Regions from separate parts of the Mus musculus genome. Here region 1 is linked to region 2. The links are chromatin contacts, called in public HiChIP or PLAC-seq maps. All regions are on one chromosome and are shown on one strand. Each heading gives the region's core, a stretch centred on a gene start, on an enhancer-like site or on the middle of the called end of the contact. The rest is flanking DNA. Distances are from core to core; before and after follow the strand shown.

Region 1 (3,293 bases), core at 17-2,516, 300 kb after region 2:
AAAAATTTAATTTAAATACAGTTTTAAAGTTTCTTTCTAATAATAGTAATAATAATGAAAACCAAACATCAGGCACCATTTCAAAGTATTAGTCCCATAAATGCTCAGAAGAACCTACAGCAGTATTCTGCCTCAGATATGACACTGTTCTAGGATGTGTACTCAGTTGAAAGATCCCCCTTGACAGTTCCAGCCTGGCCCTTCAAATATATAGGAGAGAATGAAAGCCCTTAAAGAGTGCTACCCACCCAAGAGAACGTCTTGGACGTCAAAGGGACGGGCAGCCAAGCCTGCTGTCTAAATGTGCTGGAACCACGGAGGTGTGCACAGCGCTGCTCTCTAGATCTTTCTCTGGGCATTAGAAATTTTCCACAATAAAATATCTTCTTAATGTTAAGAATTCAACAATTCCTCGTGCAGGTCAAGAGTTACCCTGTCTTGGAAGGCGTAAGCAGCTGAAACACAGATGAAAACCCCTCTCTCAGAAATACCATTAAGATAACTTCTGCCTTAATTAAGAAGTTGGAACAGATGACCCTCAGTGCCTCCGGATACTCGAGTCTATGTTCTGGTGGGAGATCTGAAAACTTAATTGGAACAGGCATGCACGGACTTGGGCTAGTTCCAGGGCCAGGACATATAGAGTGTGGTCTACTTGCTTGCTAATGCTCACCACACGCCAGGAAGCCAAGCACCGATTTGAAGTTTTGTCTAAACACTTAGTGATAGCTTTCATAATTATTTCACCAGATCTACGTTTGGTCCTTTCTCCTTTGGTGCATCTACCCCAGAAAGCTCACTTGAGCTTAAGATAGGCATTTATGGACACTGTATTTTACAAATATTATGAATACTTTCTTAATCTTCGCCTCGTGAAAAGCACCTTTGAAATACAGTCTGTTTCCCTAGAAAGCACTGTGGATAACCTTGTCCATCATTGGCAGCCAATTTAGGCACGATGCCCTAATTATACCTCTGCTATCTATTATCAGATGACACCTCTCATCAGCCAAGCCTGTGAACTTCTCGTGGCTCACTTAAAACGCTATGCAGCATCCAGGGACGCATTCAACATCCAGAGGTAAGGCTGCTCCATTACAAGTGAGAAGTCACAATTCTGAGTGGATGATCCTTGCGACAGCACATAATGGCTGGACAATTACCTCGGGAGTTGCAAACCGGAAGCACCAGTCGGTCATAACGGTGTGGGTAGACTGACTAATGAGAAGAAACCCCACCTAAACCACGAAGCAAAGTAACTTGAGCCAGGGATGCCAGCCTAGTGAGGAAAATTCAAATGTGCGGTGGTTAGTGCCTGAGTAGACTTAGCCTCTGGTCTCCAAGGACATGATGGGCAAGATCTGCCAGGGCAGAAGGGACAGGGACTTTCAAGAAAGTACCTAAACTTTCACAAGAAAAATACCGAGGCCAGGCGTGGAGGTACACAGCTTTCATCCCAGCACTTGGGAGGCAGGGGCAGGTAGATCTCTGAGAGTTTGAAGGTCACTGGTCTACATAGGAAGTTCTAGACCAGAGCTGCACAATGAGGCCCTGCCTAAAAACAAAAAACAAAACAAAACAAAAACCCAAACAAACAAACAAACAAGTGAGCCATGAGGCTGAGGCTGAGCTTGGTTAGTAAAATGTGTGCTTGGCTTGAGCAAAGCCTTGGGATTGATCGATCACCAGCATCAGTACCACATGAAGCCAGGCATGGTAGTACACATCTATAGATCCATACTCTGGATATTGTTCACGTGGGGAATACAAGGCCTGCCTGGAACACCTGAGACTCTGTCTCAAAAAAGTTAAAAATTAAAAAAGATAATGTAAATAAGGTATATTATCTGACCCACTACAGAAACTAAGGCCAGAAGAACACAAGTTCAAGGCCTGCCTGGGCTACAGTGAGTTTAAGGCCATTCTGGGTGCTTTAGTGAAATTGTTTCTCAGAATAAAAAGTTAAGGGGCTGGAGAGATGGCTCAGCAGCTAAAAGTACTTTTTTGCTCTTCTAGAAGACCCGGGTTCAAGTCCCATCATCCATGTCAGGTGGCTCACATCTGTCTGTAACTTTGGTTTCAGGGTATCCGGCGCCCTCTTCTGGCCGCTGTGGGCACTGCAGGCATGTGGTGGTATATATATATATATATAAATATACTCAGGCAAGCACTTATACACATAAATAAACGACTAAATCTCTAAAAGTGAAAATGGTGATTGGCTGGGGAATATAGTTCGAAAGGATAAAGTGCTTCAGCATATACGAGACCCTAGATTCAAATCTCAGTTCAGCTTAATATATTAATAAATAAATAAGTAGTGATCGTTTGTGCCTAGCAGCCACAGCTCAGTGGTGGGCAGGAGAGTGGTGTTAGGTGTATATAGCTGGCAATTTAAGCAACTGACTGACTTTTCTCCTAGCAACCTTTAGATGCTCTAAGCTAAATCATGGCTGGCAGCAGACTGGGAACAGAATGACTGCAGATCAGCCACAGCTGACTCAGAATCATCACTGCCAACAGAACTAGAGGCTAGTCAATGGCAGCGTTTATGTTGTTCCCAGCTGTCAACAAACCTTCTCGCCCACACTCTCCCAGAGTGTAAGATAAGGTGGCCCCCTCTGCTATTAAAGCAAAGCAAATAACTCTTCGGTCCTGGAACCCTCAAGCACTAGGGTCTGCTGGGATCGCACTCAGGAGCCATGCACACTTTTTGCATCAATGGGGAATCGGTGACCAATCATAGCAATGTTTTCAATATAAGTCGTCAACATTTCAGAGTCATCAAGTGATTTATTCTCTAGTGATAAGCTGGTGGCTGTGGGGCCCATGCAGAAGAACTAACTGTATCAATGACAAGCACAGATGTTACAGTTGTGAAAGAGTATCAATAGCCCAGGTATTAGACTCCTTAGAAAAAATCCTTAAGACGTCAATGCCTGTAAGAAAACAAAAAGAAGGATTGTAAGGACCGGGGAGGTGACTCGGAGGCCAACGGTAAGCTGAGAAAGCTTGCTGACCCAAGTGTGACCCTCAAGACCCACACAAAGGTGGAAGGAAAGAACTGATACCACCAAGTTGTCCTATGTCCTATGTGATGTGCACTGTGACACACACATGTATACCATGTCCCCAGCATGCCATGCACACACTAACACACACACACACACACACACACTGTGCAAATGTATACAAGAACAATAAACACATAACACATTTTGTGAAAGAATAGTGCTAGTTTAAAACGGCATTGGGAGGGACAGGCTTCCTATCCTGGGGTTGGTTAAATTTTC
Region 2 (3,237 bases), core at 372-2,871:
AATGTGGTTTGCTGGCAAGGATGACCAGAGTTAGAGACTGGTGCTTTGAATAAGATGTCCCCAGTAAGTCTTGGGCATATGAATACTTGATCCCCAGTTGTCTGTTTTGGAGAATAAGGAGGCGAAACCTTGATGGAGGAAGTGTGTTGCTGAAGGAAGGCTCTGAGGTTTCAGAGGATTTATGGTTTTGAATTAGTGCTCTTTGTCTCCCCTGTGGTTTGAGATGTAGACTCTCAGCTCTTCCTGTTGCTGACGGATTTAGCTCTGCCATCTGGATTCTAACCCTCTAGAACCATAGCCCCAAATCAACTCATCTGTGAGTTGCCTTGGCCATGGTATTTTACCATAGTAGAAAAGTAACTGGTCAGAGTGTCTCCAAAGCTTGAACAGAAAGCGGGAGGATAGGGGATGCTGTTCAGCTTTGGAGCCCATGGCCAAGTGCTTTTTTGTTTAGGTGCAAACAGTATAGTCTTGGTTTTCTAGGCCTGATGCTTTTCCTTGAACTTCTTCGAGCCTTCTGACAAATCCCTCATTTCCATCTAAGGGGAAATGCCTCAAAAACCATTCCCATGCCCACCCCATTTCCTCCAACATTCTTCCTTCTCTTGGATAAGGCTTGCTTCTGGGACACTCTGTTTGCTCCCCTTTGGCACTCTGCCACATCAGTCACCTCACTTAAGTCTGCAACTCTCTCCTAAACTCTCCTGAGACTTCGCTAGCTTCTCTGGAGGAGATGTTCTACTTCCTGTCAGAGTGATTTGTACGTGTCTTGTCACGCTTATTATCTGCAAGCCTCAAGAAGAGAGAGTCTGTCCCCTTATTTGTATACTACTTGAAGTTCCAGCCATACTGTCTTACAATGGTGGGGCGGTAAATAGTCACTGTGTTAAATTTCATGGTAATTACAATTTCCAGAACACATAATCGTAAGTTCCTTTACTTTCTAGTTGTTAAATACAGTCATGGTTACGTGATACAATTACACAGTGGTTTTTCTATTAAGAGCTATTGGCTTCAACTAGACTTTTCTATCTTTTTGGGTCCTGAACTATTTTCTAAGGCAACAATCATATCTCTGCAGTAAGTATCACTACTGCATCTTCCTCTGCAAGCTCCCTGTCACCAGGGTGGGTGGTTGAGGCCCTTTACCATCGCTTTGTGGTTTAGTCTGCAGTGCAGTCCCCTGTATTTCCTATGTATCATGCCCCTGTGTTCAGGGTGTGGTTCCTCACATGTCACCTACCCCTGGTTGCTGTCCACCTTTACTCTGGGCCTCGGAGTCATTTTTATCACAGTTCTCACAAGCTGCCACGCATTTCATTAGGTTTCCTCCAAGGGACACAGTTCCACATTGCACTTCCTTCCGCTTTCAGTCCTCCTGGCTCTCTGGCCGCTGCAGAGATGGCACTCGCTGTCCTGCCCTCCTACTCTCTAGTCAAGCCTCTCCTGAGCCACTCGTGTTCAGAACTGCTGTCAATTCACATCTCAGACTTCAAAAGCGACATTGCAATCTAGTTGACAGCCAGGTCTTTAAATTGCTTTTGCGTTTCTCCAGCTGTGCTCAGGACTGCTCAGCTTTTCTTAAACAGCGCTACAAATATATGCACAGGCTTCCCCAAGCCAGGGGCCAGTCTGGGGCAAGAAGAGTCTTCCTCTCTGGAAGGAGACCAAGCCCTTAACATTCTCAGGTTTGGACGGATGGAACACGGACTCAATTTGGGGGCTATAGTCACAAAACAAAGTGAGGCCAGTTCTGGAACAGGCGGAAGAATGTAAAGTAATATTACGGTGCAAAACCATGTGCCTGGCCTCACCAACCCTCTGTCCCTCAGACAGATAGCAGATGGCAGGGACAGAAACACAACAGTGCAATATCAAATTACACTGATAACCACACTGAGCCACTCAGCAAGAAAAACAACACACATACTAGTCCCACTGCTGAAAACTCAGACTCCTTGCCTTAACCTGGAAGGTGAACGGACTGCATGCCGTAGGAACGGCTATGGTGAGAATTAACCTGAAGGTGAACGGGCTGCACGCTGTAGGAACGGCTATGGTGAGATTAACCTGAAGGTGAACAGGCTGCACGCCGTAGGAATGGCTATGGTGAGATTAACCTGAAGGTGAACGGGCTGCACGCCGTAGGAACGGGCTGCATGCGAGACTAGGCTTTAGCTGAACATTTAGTAATGACTGCAAGCATGAAAATTATCATCATCAAAACCACTTGTGATGAATAATGAACAGCATTACATCTAATCAGGAATAAACAATTTGGGCCTAACTATGAACAAGGAACTCTGCACCTAGTTGTGGGAGACACTAGGGTGACTGGAAGCTCTGGCTTGGGGTGGCAGGGGCCTCTTCCCTGGTTTCGCTCCTAATGCAAAGGTCCTGGCAGGGTATGGCTGTGTGACTGTGGGTTCTGTGAGGCCTAACGTCCTCGGGGCACAGAAGGTGACTGTACACGGTCTGGGCCACCTGAGCTGGCGGCTCAGGAAGGAGGCATGTTTGCTGAGTCTGGTTGCAAAGTGTAGAAAAGAGGCTCTGGTGTCAGAGTTAGCACTCTCACAAATATAATAAATATTTCTTCCCTAGACCCAGGAAGCACACACAGAGTAAAATAAATTATTGCTACTTTGGAATAAACAGTAGTGCTCTCTGGGTATAGAGCCAACTGGCAGTTTGAAGGATTGGGTTAATCAGACATAGGGAAATTTCTGATTAATTGGATAATTACTTCAAATTCTGAGTGAGCCAAGGCAATGTTAAGAGAGACATCCTGACCAGCTGGGAATATATTCAATAGCCGGAGGCTAAAGCTTGTAAGTGTTAAAACTAAGCTGGGACTGGGAGCCTAGTTTTTATAGTCTCATATTCCTAAATGTTTAGGGATTGTAACTATTTTTTAAGGCCAAACTCACTCAAAATTATTTTGGTTTTTAAATGTATGGCAAAATTGTTTGCTGCTCTCCTGAAATAAGCTTAGGGTCCAAGAACATGGGAAAATGAAGATGCAGGGGTCAGCGGGGGAATGATGGAATCTCAGCTCTGTCCTCAGAGTCTATGTGCACAGCCTCACCTGGTGGGGGCGTGCTTCTGCTCCTCTTCTTCATCGGTGTCACTGCTGATGGTGATGACACTGACTGTGGGGCTCGGGGTGTCGGGGATGACAATCGTCTGCCGCTGTCGCTCCCGGGTGGTGCTGGAGGCCACGTCGCCCCACCCACAGGT

Evidence for each region. HiChIP or PLAC-seq counts read pairs in DNA pulled down with a chosen protein or histone mark.
Region 1: a contact with region 2 is called in an H3K27ac HiChIP or PLAC-seq map of acute myeloid leukemia, with 6 times the contacts expected there. The contact joins two enhancer-like sites. A contact is called at or near these places in 9 of 39 promoter capture datasets (the 3T3-L1 cell line, the C10 cell line, cranial neural crest and 5 more), 4 of 484 Hi-C or Micro-C datasets (adipose-derived mesenchymal stem cells, bone marrow-derived macrophages and myeloid progenitors) and 3 of 115 datasets of contacts at active chromatin or transcription factors (acute myeloid leukemia, large pre-B cells and microglia).

Annotation. Positions count from the first base shown.
Region 1 is chr6:39,016,900-39,020,192 of GRCm38.p6, forward strand. It overlaps Tbxas1 (thromboxane A synthase 1, platelet), which reads left to right. Exons shown (of 13, transcript NM_011539.3): 6 at 993-1,081. Among named protein-coding and RNA genes, the nearest start is that of Gm23010, 4.9 kb to the left of the region's middle. Within about 2 kb of position 1,267, at least 11 of the 459 cell types and tissues checked have an H3K27ac peak or open chromatin away from gene starts, as enhancers often do. A contact at or near this core is called in acute myeloid leukemia, where this site is marked.
Region 2 is chr6:38,712,855-38,716,091 of GRCm38.p6, forward strand. Hipk2 (homeodomain interacting protein kinase 2) reads right to left here. Exons shown (of 15, transcript NM_010433.2): 12 at 3,086-3,237. Among named protein-coding and RNA genes, the nearest start is that of 4930502C15Rik, 23 kb to the right of the region's middle. Within about 2 kb of position 1,622, at least 25 of the 459 cell types and tissues checked have an H3K27ac peak or open chromatin away from gene starts, as enhancers often do. A contact at or near this core is called in acute myeloid leukemia, where this site is marked.